Regions from separate parts of the Ovis aries genome. Here region 1 is linked to region 2. Evidence: chromatin contacts called from public Hi-C data. All regions are on one chromosome and are shown on one strand. Each heading gives the region's core, a stretch centred on a gene start, on an enhancer-like site or on the middle of the called end of the contact. The rest is flanking DNA. Distances are from core to core; before and after follow the strand shown. Region 1 overlaps TFEC (transcription factor EC). Region 2 overlaps LOC132659684 (a long non-coding RNA gene).

Region 1 (6,617 bases), core at 3,717-6,216, 240 kb after region 2:
CTTACTATATTGTTATTGAAAGGACCTCTCTAACAAGGTGCATATGCATGGGACGATTTGCTCCAAAGTAAGTAGAAAAATGATATGTGACTTATAAAAATTGGTTGTAATATCTATAATGAGTTTATGTTTTTCATCCCTAAGTCTGCCCTATCCCAAATTTCCCCCTTATTATAAAATTACTGTGCAAAAAACCCACATTGCTACTCCCATTTGTATGCCAAATATTCAGAACTCACCTTGTCACTCCCATGTGTATGTACTTTGAGCATTTAAAAATGCAAAACTCTTGTATTTTTCTGCCATCCAATCAGTCTAGCACTTATCTAGAGTAACAACAGGTCAAAGCTCAACTAAATGTATTTTTTGCAACATTATAAAAAATAATGTTTTTAATAATGATCACAAAGCACTACAAAACCCAGAACTGGCTTCTGAAATGAAGGTTGAACTTAACTTATGAAAAATTAAGCATTATAAATGTGATTTGATTTCAATTTCTTAGAAAATGGTAAGCTTCTATAAATTTCCTTAACTGTGTACACACTTATAATGTATGTTTTCAGAATGTATGATTAGACAGAATGTCCTATTCTGCAATCATTTTGGAAAAAAGGGAAGTTCCATGCATCTACTTTTACTTTACTACAGGAAGCATGATATGAATTATCTCTGCTCTCTGGCTTATCACATTTTGAAAGTCGTTTTATTAGCATGAACATTGCTATTCTATTTTCATCAGAGTGGCAGATGAAAACTCCTTAGTAACAAGTATTTCCATATGGAATATTGCTGTGATTGCATATTCTGCTTATTTATTCCATTCAGCCATTTAGATACTTACATTTGTTATTAAATTAAAAATATTTGTGACATATTTTTCTTTTACAGATCCTGCTTAAGTTATTAAATCCCTTGGTCCTAGATCAGTTTAGCTAGTTTTTTATCATAAATGCCCAGTAGATGGCAGTCTATGCACTAACATTCACAGAACACCATCCTCTTAAACCGTACTTGTTAAAAATATGCATTTTGGAAATTTTGATGAAGTTTCACATAATGAAGCTGAAACTCAGCTTTAAGCTACCTCCTGATTCATTTTTGGCCATTGAAGACCAATATAAATGGAACATATACCTGCTTTTTTGTTTCATTTTGTTTGAAAACAATTTTGATGTAAAAAAACAAGAGATATTATTAAATTAAAAGGTCCACAAAAACTGGAATGATAAAGTTAATAAGCAAATTTTCTGAGTTCTCTTGATTTGTTAGAAAGGATCAGACTAGAGGATGTGATTCCAGATCAAGATGCTCTCCTTTTGAATGTCACCAGCAGCATACCACCTGATGCCCTATCTGTTGAAGACACAATTCATAGGTAATTGTAGGAAGAGTTATTCATATTAAATACTGAAAATTGGCTTGCATAGGGTTTCAATATGATTTAATAAAAGGGAAATTTGAAAAGAGAGAGAAATGATAATGGAATGTTTTCTCCTAAAGGAATAGGAATTTCCAGGGGGGCCTTTGCCTTAGGGGCTGTTCTTGTCTATCTCAAAATACTTGGGCAAGATAAAGAACCTATCCCAGTCCACTGGAGAGCAGAGAGGAAGAATCATTGTTTCTAGGAGTCAATGCTTTCAGAGCATCTGCTGTGAGTTTTGTTGGAGATAAGCAGATATGAGGCTGCTGGAGGTGATGAGGTAGCTGCAGCTGGTGGTGAGGGTCCAAGGAAGGTCAAGAAGGAATCTTTCCTGGCCAAATGATTAGGAAGGTACTAGGTGAGGCAGACTGTATGGAACCCAAGAGGGTGTGCCCTGATGTGGAAGAGTAGTAGAAAATCAGGGAAGGTGAGAAAAGATGTATCAGGTGTAAGTCTTCACACATGATGTTTGCTTGACTTCTAATGCTCTTCTCCCCTCTACTTTTCACTGGATGTTATCTTGTCAGTCTTCATGTCTCAGCCTTACAGTCAGTATTTCTTCAGTAAATGAATGAATGGATGAACATGCAGAAAAAATTAACGTTCTGGTCCCAAGAGTTTGAAAGTACAGCAGAGGCAGCAACTATAGCCTTGGTAACAGTAACAGGGCAGAGCTGTTCCATGGGAAGGGTAGCAAGCTCTTGTCACCCTGAGAAAGCCACAGAGATTCTATAAGGAGATGTGATAAGGTCAGGTTGAGAGCTTAAGAAGAGATCAAAGGAATTCCATGTGCCAGTTTTTATCCAAAAAAATTGAAAGCAGGGTTTTGAAGAGATATTTTTATACTCATGTTCATAGTAGCATTTTTCACAATAGACAAAAGATGGAAGTGATCCAAATGTCCGTTGACACACGAGTGGATAAACAACACCTGGTATGTGCCAAAGAATATTATTCAGCCTTAAAAAGGAAGTAAATTCTGACACATATTATAACATGGATGAAACTTGAGAACATTATACTAATGAAATAAGCCAGTCACAAAAAGACAAATACTGTTTGATTCCATTGAAATGAAGTATCTAGAGTAGTCAAGCTCACAGAAACAGAAAGTAAAATGGTGATTGTGGGGGGCTGGGGAAGGGTCAAATGAGAAATTGTTGCTTAATGGGTACATAATTCAGTTTTCAGGGTGACAGATTCTAGAAATTGGAAGCAGGGCAATGTGAATACGCTTAATGTTATTGAACTGTACACTTAAAATTTGTGAAGAAGGTAATTTTATGTGAATTTTATCATAATTTTAAGAGTGTTAAAAAAAGAGAGGATGGTGCAGGGTAGATTGCTTCACCCAGCATCTGCATCTTTGTTTTGCTTGGGGCTGAGATAGTTCAGCCTTGTTGAAACCATTGAGATTTAAGCATTTATAGCACAATACTCATGCCACCTATGCTCTAGTTGAGCCTTGACTCTATGACCCTGCCTTCTTGAATTTCAGTTTTGTTAACTAGGTTCTTGCTTCCCTTAAAAAGCATAGGCCTAATGTCTCTAGGGCTGGGGTTTGCTTTATTCTTTCCATCCCTTCTTTTCTTAAACCTAATTCTTGCCCAGAAGTGGAGCCTGACCTTGAGACCCTGACTTCCTGCCAATTGACTTCCTTAAAAAGATGCTCCAGCTAGGGTGACCAACCACCAAGGGTAGCCCAGACTGTCTCTGTCTTAGCACTGCAACCCCCATATCCTGGGAAACTCCTTGGTCCTGAGCAATCCTGCATGTAACTATCTTCAGTCTGTTGGTGTGTTCTTTGGCATTGGACCCTCCAGTACCTGTCCAATAGCCCTTAATGGAGGCAAGCGTGAGCCTGGCCCGAGTACCAGCTGCACAACCTAGAGTGAGAGGCAGTGAAAGAGCCATATATAAAGCAACTTGATACAAAAGAACACAAAAGAGGAGGAAAAGCTTAAGTGTTTGAAAGGTGGGAAAGTCGCTTCAGCCGTGTCTGACTCTTTGAGATCCCATGGACTGTAGCCCTCCAGGCTCCTCTGTCTGTGGGAATTCGCCAAGTAAGAATACTGGAGTGGGTTGCCATGCCCTCCTCCAAGGAATGTTCCCGACCCAGGGATCAAACCATAATCTCTTATGTCTCTTCTGTATTGGCAGGCGGGTTCTTTACCACTAGTGCCATTTGTAAAGTACTAAAGTTCAAAACTGAGAAGCCAAGAAGAAGATAATTGGTGCTAAGAGATAATGTTTAAGAACTGTGTTGAGATTTTGATATCAATTAACTCATTGAATCCTTACAGCCTTATAATATATATATATATAGTATAGGTCCTGATCTCTTTCATAATTCCTATTTTATAAAAATTATTTTGACTTAAAAAGAAAAAGGCCCTCCTCTTTGCTCATTCAACTCCATGCTTTTTGCCTTATGAGAAGAGACAGAACCAAGACCTAGATTTTGAGATTTTACTTGGGATGGTAAGAGTTTACCACTTCCGTGGGAAAAATGTATTAGTTATACTTGCTTAAATGAATTATTTATAAGCCTGCATTTTGTTATCAGGTTGGTAATTCTTTTTGTTATTTTGCTAAAGAACCTCAATCAGGTACTATGAAATCAGAAATGACCAGACTTGGGTGGACCACTCAACCATGTGCCTCATGCCACAAATATTCCTTGCACAGCTCTGATGTCAGTCCTTCCTGGAAACCAAATCTTATATTATGGCCCTGGAACTTGGTCTATTTGTTATCTCGAAAGTCGGGTCTTACAAAGGCTCAACCTCATAGAAGTTAGTTTGTTTAGAGTCCAATTCCTGTTGATGGATGCAGGAGTTGCCAGAGATTTCATTCTCTTTTCAGGTTCAGACTTAAAAGAATATATAGTCATTTCAGATTTCCAGTAACTTTCTGTTTCCTACAAAGTTAGAGTTTGAGTGATAATATTGTGGTGCTGATAGAAAAACAAGGATAGATTCACTTTCTCTTGCTTGGCTTTCTTGACCAGGACAGAGTTTTTGAAACAGCTTACTGGGGTGGGGATGGGGGAACATACCTGGCCATAGGACCCAGGGTGAAGCCCTAGGTAGTATTTGTGAGTCTGGCCTCATCAATGGTGGCTCTGACCACTAAGTCAGAGATTAGCAAACTATAGCCACAGGCTCACTTCAGCCTGCTGCCTATTTTTTCCCAATAAAATAGAGTTTTATTGGAACACAGCCAGTGTGTGGAATGGCAAAGTTGACTAGTTGTGACAAAGACCGTATGTCCTACAAAGCCTCAAAATATTTACTCTCTGGTCCAGAAAAAGTTTGCCAACCTCTGCAGTAAGTTATGCATAGATTTAGAAGAGATTTGGCTGAAAAATATTCAGTTTGTCTTTAACCTTTTAGGGGGGTCAAGACAAAACCAAAACAGGCCACCACTTGGCTTGAATGTGGCTCCTCTCCCATTTGGAGTCAGCCTCTCAAAGACTATTGGCAGTGAGACACAGTGCTGTTCTGTGGTTGGTGCTAACAGTTTTTTTTGTTTTGCAAACACTCATTATAAAAATAGGCTTATGTTTTTCAGACATCATTGGAAATTATAAACTAGTGTGTGGTGCAGTTTGAATTTGTCCTCTAACGATAAAAGAGCTTGCTAGAGGCCTCTTGGAAAACTTCTAGGACTATCTTTTTTTTTTTAAATTCAGCCTACAGGGAATGCTCAACTGTTTTTTTAATTATTATTTTTTTGAATTTTCTTGTCCCCTTGGGTCTTATTGTTCTCATATATTTTTTAGAACTAGTGAGTCACAGCCTTGTTACAATGAGAAAAATGATTGGTCTCTGGCCTTTGCTAGCATGAGAGATGGTGTTGAGGTGCAAAGATGTCACTGGACAAACTAAATATAGGCTGAGCAAGGCACTCCCAGCTTAGCTGTTTCTCTGCAAACAGAGGCCTGCTACATGTCATGAGCCTCCTCCCTCATTCTTTGCCTTGTGCTTTTTACACTGCTCTGGAGAAATCTTTCTTCTCAGAGTAGGGCTGAAGAAACGTTCCTAAATTCTCTGAGGACCCACAAAACAGCGGGAACTTCATGAATTCTTTTCTGGAGGAAACAAGCTGGTCCTGGTGACCAGACCCAGAGTCCAGAGCCTCAAGAATCCTGTTAGAACATGTTTCCTCCCCAATTCTTAAACTAACTTGCTTGTACATCTTGGTGGCAGCACTTAGCTGCTAAGTGTGATGACACTATAGGGTAGAACTTTCAATTTTCTGCTTTGTATAAGTGAATCAGACTATGTAGGTTAGAGATTAAACAATGAGAATATGCATTTCTAATTACGTACAGATACTAATGGGATAAAGTCACTTGGGAGAAGGATTGAGCGGTCCTATATTTAGACCAAAAAGGGATTTTCCAGCTGATTTTAAACTATTTGAAGCTGCTGGGCTTAAAGTCTTCTCAGTGGTCTACGACAGAAGGTAGAATCCTGATTTCCCGACCCTTATTGTGATTGATTCCCCACATCTCACAGCACAGAGCCTAGAGCCCATCCTGGAGGTGGGGAGATGCCCTAGCAGATGAGAACATGAATCTTTGCTTTGCTTCTGACTCACTGCATGGCCATGGAAAGTTCTTGTCACAAGACATGCAAAAATGAAAGATTTTGCCTTGAGAAACATCTCCAAGACAGTGTCTCCTAGCCATCTTACTCACCCTGTATGTCTAAAACTACCTCCTTGGGCAGGAAAGAATACTGGGACCCCCACAGCTGTGAGGGAGAGGGGAGCAGGCAGCCAACAGCTGAGTAACCAGTCTGGCTGTGAGCCTAGCCTCTGTCGTGGGTGGCTGTGTTTAATCCAAGTGCAGCTGCTGTAACAGATAAACCCCGAAATTTTGGTAACTCAGATTTTGCTCATGTAAATGCCCACTAGTGCTGGAGAGTGGGATGGGGTAGGGGATGGTGCTTTCCTCTGCAGTCTTTGGAGGACCCAAGCTGAGAGATACGCTTATTTCAACATGTGGTTTTCATAGATGCCCTTAGTATACAGACATCCAGCTAAAAAATGGAGGAGTATTTATAGCTCAGACCAGGAAACAGAGCACATAATTTCTTCCCACATTTCAATGCCAGATCTGAGTCTCATGGCCATTGCAAGAAAGGTTGGGAAATCTGGTCTCGCTGTGGGTCCAGGAGGAAAGTTA
Region 2 (6,956 bases), core at 4,454-6,953:
CCCAGGTCCGTCTTGGTCCAAGTTCGATCTCATTCCAGTTCATCATGTCCCAACCAGAATGGCAGATCACACCATAGGCATAACTTTCCAGAGTCTAAGAAATTCGTTTCAATTTCTGGCCCAAAATATTCTTCCTGAGGATTATAGTGTTCTTGAAATTTCACTAATAGGGATTTAAAAACTCCATTCTTGATAGTTTCCAGACTTCTATTATTCATTAATACATCAATAACCAAGGCAAAAGTAATGTTCAACAGCTTAATATAGATCCCTATGGTTTTCAGTACTGTCAAGACATCCCTCCCCCCGAGAAAAGACATCCAGATTTTTTCCCTTCAGTCTAGAACTTGGCTTTGTGGTCTGGGTTCACACTTTCACAGTTTTTGATTGGCTTAAAGACTTTTAAAAATCACCATATCCTAAATGGTACTCCTGATTTCCAAAACCACTCTTCCAACATCTCACGTATGAACAAGTAAATAGTGACACAGTTCTTTCAATTGTCTATTGCAGAAGACTCATAGTCATCTTCTAATTCTCTTTCCTTATATCTGTCAACAGATCCATCAAGTTATACCAGTTCTGCCTTTAAAGTGTTAGTCGCTCAATCATGTCCGAGTCTGCAATCCCATTGACTGTAGCCTGCCAGGCTCCTTTATCCATGGAATTCTCCAGGCAAGAATATTGGAGTGGGTTGACATTCTCTTCTCCAGGGGATCTTCCCAACCCAGGAATCAAACCTGGGTCTCTTGAATTGCAGGTGGTTTCTTTAGAACTTAAATCTGTCTTCCCTAGTCCATCTTCATGATGCCATCTTTACTTCTACTACCCCATCCAAAGTGGGTCTCTCCCAATCCATCTTCTTACCTATGGTGTTAATTTCCTTCTAGCACGTAGGCCATGCTCTTATCACTTGGTTTAATTTTTTGTGTATTCGTTTATCTTTTGCTCATGTCTGTCCTCTAGATTGTAAGGGCTTCCCAGTGGCTCAGCAGTAAAGACTCCACCTGCAATGCAGGAGGCTTGCAGGAGACGCAGATCAATACCTGGGTTGGGAAGAACCCTGGAGGACTGAATGGTGACCCACTCCAGTCTTCTTGCCTGGGAAATCCCATGGACAGCGGAGCCTGGCGGGCTGCAGTCCACGGCATTGCAAAGAGTTGCATACAACTAAGTGACTAAACAACTAGAATGTAAATTCCATAAGGACAGGGACTTTATTTCGATTACATTGTATTCCCACTGTTTGTTACGAATGCCACAATGCTGGGCATATGGCAGATGCTCAACAAATATATTGGTACTTGAATGAAAAAAAGGAATGAAAAAATAGTTTCCATGTGATTGGCAGAGAATCAAGGCAATAGCCTCAGCCAACTGTGGTTGGCAAAATAAAATATGACAAAAGCCACAGCCATCAAACTCAGGCTCTCCCTGCGTCACACAGCAATTTCTCACTGGCTGCCTATTTCACATACGGTAAGGTACGGGTTTCCACGCTATTCTCCCCATTCGCCACACCCTCCCCTTCCCTCACTGTGTCTCCAGTGTTTTTGACCCACTGAGGCAATTGGGGTTGACTCCCTGCTAGTGGCACCCTTTCCTTCTTCTCCTGAGTGAGCTACATGTATATTACTCTTCCCTGACATGGCAGTAATACAAACAACAGCTTGTTGTTTGGTAGGCTTCCCTGGTGGCTCAGAGGTTAAAGCATCTGCCTCCAATGTGGGAGACCCGGGTTTGATCCCTGAGTTGGGAAGATCTCCTGGAGAAGCAAATAGCAACCCACTCCAGTATTATCGCCTGGAGAATCCCATGGATGGAAGAGCCTGGTAGGCTACAGTCCACGAGGGTCACAAAGAGTCGGACACGACTGAGCGACTTCACTTTCACTTTTACAAAGCACGTGCAGGTATGCTACTTTCATTCCCTGTGAGATAGGAACTATTTTTACAGATAGGAAGTTTGAAGAATAAGAGAGTACGTCACAAAGTTGGTAAGAGGTGAAACCAGTGTTGGGTCTGAATCTCTGATTCTAGATCTCCTATGCATTCCACATGCTATACTTATATTCTGTATCTAAAGGTCATCATCCCCACTTTTAAAGTACAGTTGTCTTATAAGGTCAATGCCAGGTGATTTTATCTAACTATAAACACTTCTGTTGAAAAGATACATCTACTTGGGAATTTAACCTAGGATGCATCTTACTCGGGCTTCCCTGGTGGCTCAGTGGTAAAGAACCCAGCTGTCAATGCATGAGACACGGGTTTGATGCACAGGTTGGGAAGATCCCCTGGAGAGGGAAATGTTAACCCACTGCAGTATTCTTGCCTGGAGAATTCCATGGATAGAGGAGTCTGGTGAGCTACGGTCCATGGGGTTACAAAAGAGGTGGACATCGCTAAGCAGCAGCAGCAGCAGCAGCAGCAGCAGCAGCATCTTTCTCATTTCTGAAAACCAGAAAAGAAATTGAAAACTAATGACTAAGGTCCATCTAGTCAAGGCTATGGTTTTTCCAGTGGTCATGTATGGATGTGAGAGTTGGACTGTGAAGAAGGCTGAGCACCGAAGAATTGATGCTTTTGAACTGTGGTGTTGGAGAAGACTCTTGAGGGTCCCTTGGACTGCAAGGAGATCCAACCAGTCCATTCTGAAGGAGATCAACCCTGGGATTTCTTTGGAGGGAATGATGCTGAAGCTGAAATTCCAGTACTTTGGCCACCTCATGCGAAGAGTTGACTCATTGGAAAAGACTTTGATGCCGGGAGGGATTGGGGGCAAGAGGAGAGAGGGACGACAGAGGATGAGATGGCTGGTTGGCATCACTGACTCGATGGATGTGAGTCTGAGTGAACTCCGGGAGTTGGTGATGGACAGAGAGGCCTGGCGTGCTGCGGTTCATGGGGTTGCAAAGAATCGGACACGACTGAGTGACTGAACTGACTAACTGAACTGAATGATTTATAACTTACTGAGACTTTTACATATAATGATCTCACTCCTCAAAATGACCTAGGGAAATAGGTAGAATAGGTTTATTATCCTCATGTTCCAGATAAGTTATCTAACTCTTAGGAAGGAAAGGGCTGAAGGTTACCCACTTATAGAACATGATTAAAAGCATGGATTCTTGGAGTAACACTGCCTGTGTTTGATTCCTAGTTTAACTATTTATTAGCTATGCAATCCTGGGCAAGTTCTTTAACTCTCTGCGCTCCAGTTTCCTCATCTATAAAGTGAGGATAACGATAGTATGTACCTCATCAAGTTACTGTGAAAAGTGCATCTGATAACCCATGTAAAGCATTATGTGTTATGTCTGGCACATAGTAAGTTCTTAATAAACACTGGCTATTAAAAAGTGATCCAGCCAGGACTTTGACCTAATTCTCTGACTCCAAGTCTAGCGGTCTTCCTATCATTCAAGTTAGTCCTCTTAGAAAAACAAGTTGAAATAACTTTTTTTTGAAATGCTCTTTTCAGGAGTAGCTGAGCCAAGGACATTTTGTTTAGATTTTTACTTAACTCATAACGGGATTACAGAGCAGTAATAAGAACTTAATGTTGTTACATCTTATGAAATCACTTCATAGAATGTAATTTTGGGAGAGAGTACATTGAGGATCCTAATATCAACAATAAAGAGTTGTTCTTTTCCATTTTAAATGTTTTCTCCAGAACTTCAGATCTAGAGCAAATGTGTCATGTCTTTTTGTTATGAAACATGCACAGATTTATTGTGTGTCAAAAGAGAAAACTTCTCTTTCAGCTGCAAATATTTCACATGATATTAAAGGCTGCCCAAACTATTTATTACTTTTTTGTATCTTTAGGGCTGTATCCTAGAAGGATAAAAAGGCTGGTGTATTAGATTATGTGTGAGAATTTTTTTTTTTGCATTAGTTTGTAAAACTAAATAAAACAAAACAAAAAACTTGGAAATAACCTGAATGCTTAGGAAGAAGCGTTTGATTAAGTGAATTTGGAAACAGCCATTCTAAAAAGTATCAGGCAATGAAAAAGACTGAGCTATATGCCAGAAAAATACCTGTGTTATACTGCTAAGTGAAAAAAAAATCATGCTGCAGATTATGTACATAGCATAATCCTATTTTTGTTTAAAAGCTCTAAAATCAACATATATGTTTATATTTCTATGAAAGGCATGAAAATATGGAAGTGAGAGCATCTATTGGAACAGGGTAGCACTGGAGAGGATTGCTAGAATCTGCAAAAATGCTACCTTTTAAAAAATTACATCTTGAGATTATTTTACACACAGAAAGTATATATTACTTATGTAATAAATGTTGAATAACAACAAATTAAAACAAATGTTTTTCTTTAGCAGTGGCCAACTTACACATTCACTGTCCCAAAGCCCACTGAGGAAACATTGATAAGATGCCTGGAGGGACCCATCGTTGAAGCTGTCTATTTTGTTTAGAAATCAAACTTCTGACTTTGGTTGCAAGAGCAAAAAGCTCCAAATGAATTAAAACTCCCAGTCTACAAATAATCATAGCAAACTCAGAGTCTGCTTGCAAATTTTATAAATATACACTGAAACAGGATCACATACCTTCTTAATTGAGCATGATTCAATTATTTGTTAGTCTCTCAATTCATAAATGTTATGATAATCAAATTTCACTATAAAGTGAAGCTAGCACTGTAAAATCTCAGCCTCAGCTATAATAAATGTAATTGCCCTTTTTCCACTGATTTACCGGTATTCTTTAAAATTTGTGTTTGATGTCATCTAAGCCATATCTGCTATTGTCACAACTGCCTATAGGTTTCAAATTAGTAAAGGCTTTGAAATATGACCCTGCTCAGCAGAAAGGAATCTGCAGCACTTGGCATAAAGATTATAATCTTTGGCCTTTCTGTGGCAAGATTTACAACTGTGACCTTGGGCTCTATTTCACTTGGAGTGTAGTCACTTAAAGTTTCCAGTGATGATTGCTTTGAGTTACTAGGTCAGTGTGAATTGCCTAATATAATGTCAGATTCGTGCTTCCCAAGGGCTGGGCAGTATTAGGGACACGAAACAAAGTGAATTTTAATGTCTGCAAAAGGCAGTGCTCTGATATATGAGCCACCTCAGTAACAATGAATTTCCATGGCAGGAGATTTTACCACCAGTTCTTAACCTCTTCCATACTATTCATCCTTTAATTCATGAAATATTATGAGTTCACTTTTAATTAGGTGAAATAGTCTGAAACTAGTTAAAGATAAATGGTCTTAAACTAGTCTGAAACTGGTTAAAGAGATAAAGAGTGAAAATCTAGCTCTATCTTAGGGCAAACTTTTTCCTAGAAAGATAAAACGAGAGCATTGTATGAGGGATGATACAAAGCTGCAAACAGTGCCCTCCGGTTCTATTAACACACTACTCCCTGGAAGCTGAACTGAGGCCTTTGTCGAGATGAAATTCCAAAATGAGTATTTGTTTAAAATTGAGAACTATATTCAGACGACAAGCAGTAAAGGCAGTGGAAGAATTTGCTCTTTTAATAGTCAGACATTTGTTGATGTTTGGCAGAAACCAACACAATATTGTAAAGCAATTATCCTTCAATTAAAAAAAAGTCAGATGTTGCCTAGCTTCTAACAGGAAGAAGCTGCACACAGTATCTGAAACCAGACCTTTCTTTGATTCACTGTATTTAAATATATTGTGAACACTAGATGGCACTCTAGGGTCGCTTTTCATCTTCCACTAACAGGAAGGTGCTTCAACATTAATTCTCGCCTTTAAATAGAGCAAACATGCTATTTAAACAAAGGTCCCTCTAGTTGCTCTGTAGTTCTGTTTTTATATTTATAGTCATGTAATCAATATGTTGGAAGAGTAATTAATTTTTAACCTCAGTCCATGGGGAGATCAAATGTTAGTGGAGTTAATGGATTGAACAGGCTTCATTATTCTAAAGTAACACTAATGATAAGGCAGGGAAGAAAGCAGAGGGTTGTAAACAATTGTGCCATCAAACACCATCATAAAGCAACCGTGCAATGTGATCATGGGCTGCTGACCTGTTGTCACTCTCCTTCAGTACAGCTGTAGCTTCTGCTTTAGTTAACTAGACAAAATGGAGTCTCTTAACGGAGTGTTTGAAACATTTCCTTTTCGAGTCAACGGTGTTGGAATTATCATTCCAAGTAACAGTCCTGATTTTGTTGCCCCTCTGTTTTGAAAGCCTTTTGTCACTTCCCATTTCTTAACATCTTAAGGTGACATTAAAGGCCTTTGATGATTTGAGTCCTCCCTGGAGGAGGCACCTTAGCTTCATGAGAGTCACGTGAGTCTTCATTCACAACACGTTTGCAGTCCGATCTGCCTGCCTGTGTACCGTGTTCTTCCAAGAGAGAGAACCACCGAGTGCAGCATCTGCAGCTTCTATATTGCATCGTATCTATGGGCATGGAAGGTTCTGGATGGGCTCATTCCCAGGACACGAGTTGGGGGAGGGGGCATGGCCGGAGGCGAGGGGCCGGAAGCCAAAAAGGACAAAGGATGCCCCACTCCTCTTTATCCTGATTGTATCCTCCCATCACCCAACCCCATCTTGCAATTTCCAAACACCTCCCAGAATCATGAGAGAATAAGAAAGTTCCTTATGTTGAAGGCAGGGAGGCTCACAGTAGATCACACATCAAGGCTTATTATTAATGGACATAGTACTATGTCTTTTACAAATACTATTATGTTCAAATTAATCTCTCTTGTTCCTTAACCATTCTTATACTTTACTGACATGACTGTCTCCATTTGAAATATCCTTTTCTTGTCCATCCACCTGGCCCCAATTCATATGTATCTTCTTTTACTAAATCTTTAAAGCCTTCTAGAATAATGAATCTCATTATGTGCTGAACTCCCAGATTTCTTAATTTATATGCCTATTATAGTAACCTATTGCCGTTAGGATTTCTGTCCTTAT

The links. Hi-C and Micro-C count contacts between places; a contact is called where the count stands out from the background.
Region 1: a Hi-C map of blood shows a contact between it and region 2, with 6 times the contacts expected there. The contact joins two enhancer-like sites. A contact is called at or near these places in 12 of 16 Hi-C or Micro-C datasets (blood, hypothalamus, liver and 7 more).

What each region holds. Positions count from the first base shown.
Region 1 is chr4:53,315,750-53,322,366 of ARS-UI_Ramb_v3.0, forward strand. The region is part of intron 1 of TFEC (transcription factor EC); the gene reads left to right. Among named protein-coding and RNA genes, the nearest start is that of CAV1, 57 kb to the right of the region's middle. Within about 2 kb of position 4,967, at least 8 of the 54 cell types and tissues checked have an H3K27ac peak or open chromatin away from gene starts, as enhancers often do. A contact at or near this core is called in tail adipose tissue, where this site is marked.
Region 2 is chr4:53,074,043-53,080,998 of ARS-UI_Ramb_v3.0, forward strand. It overlaps LOC132659684 (a long non-coding RNA gene), which reads left to right. Exons shown (of 3, transcript XR_009600408.1): 3 at 1-3,669. Among named protein-coding and RNA genes, the nearest start is that of CAPZA2, 53 kb to the left of the region's middle. Within about 2 kb of position 5,704, at least 5 of the 54 cell types and tissues checked have an H3K27ac peak or open chromatin away from gene starts, as enhancers often do. A contact at or near this core is called in tail adipose tissue, where this site is marked.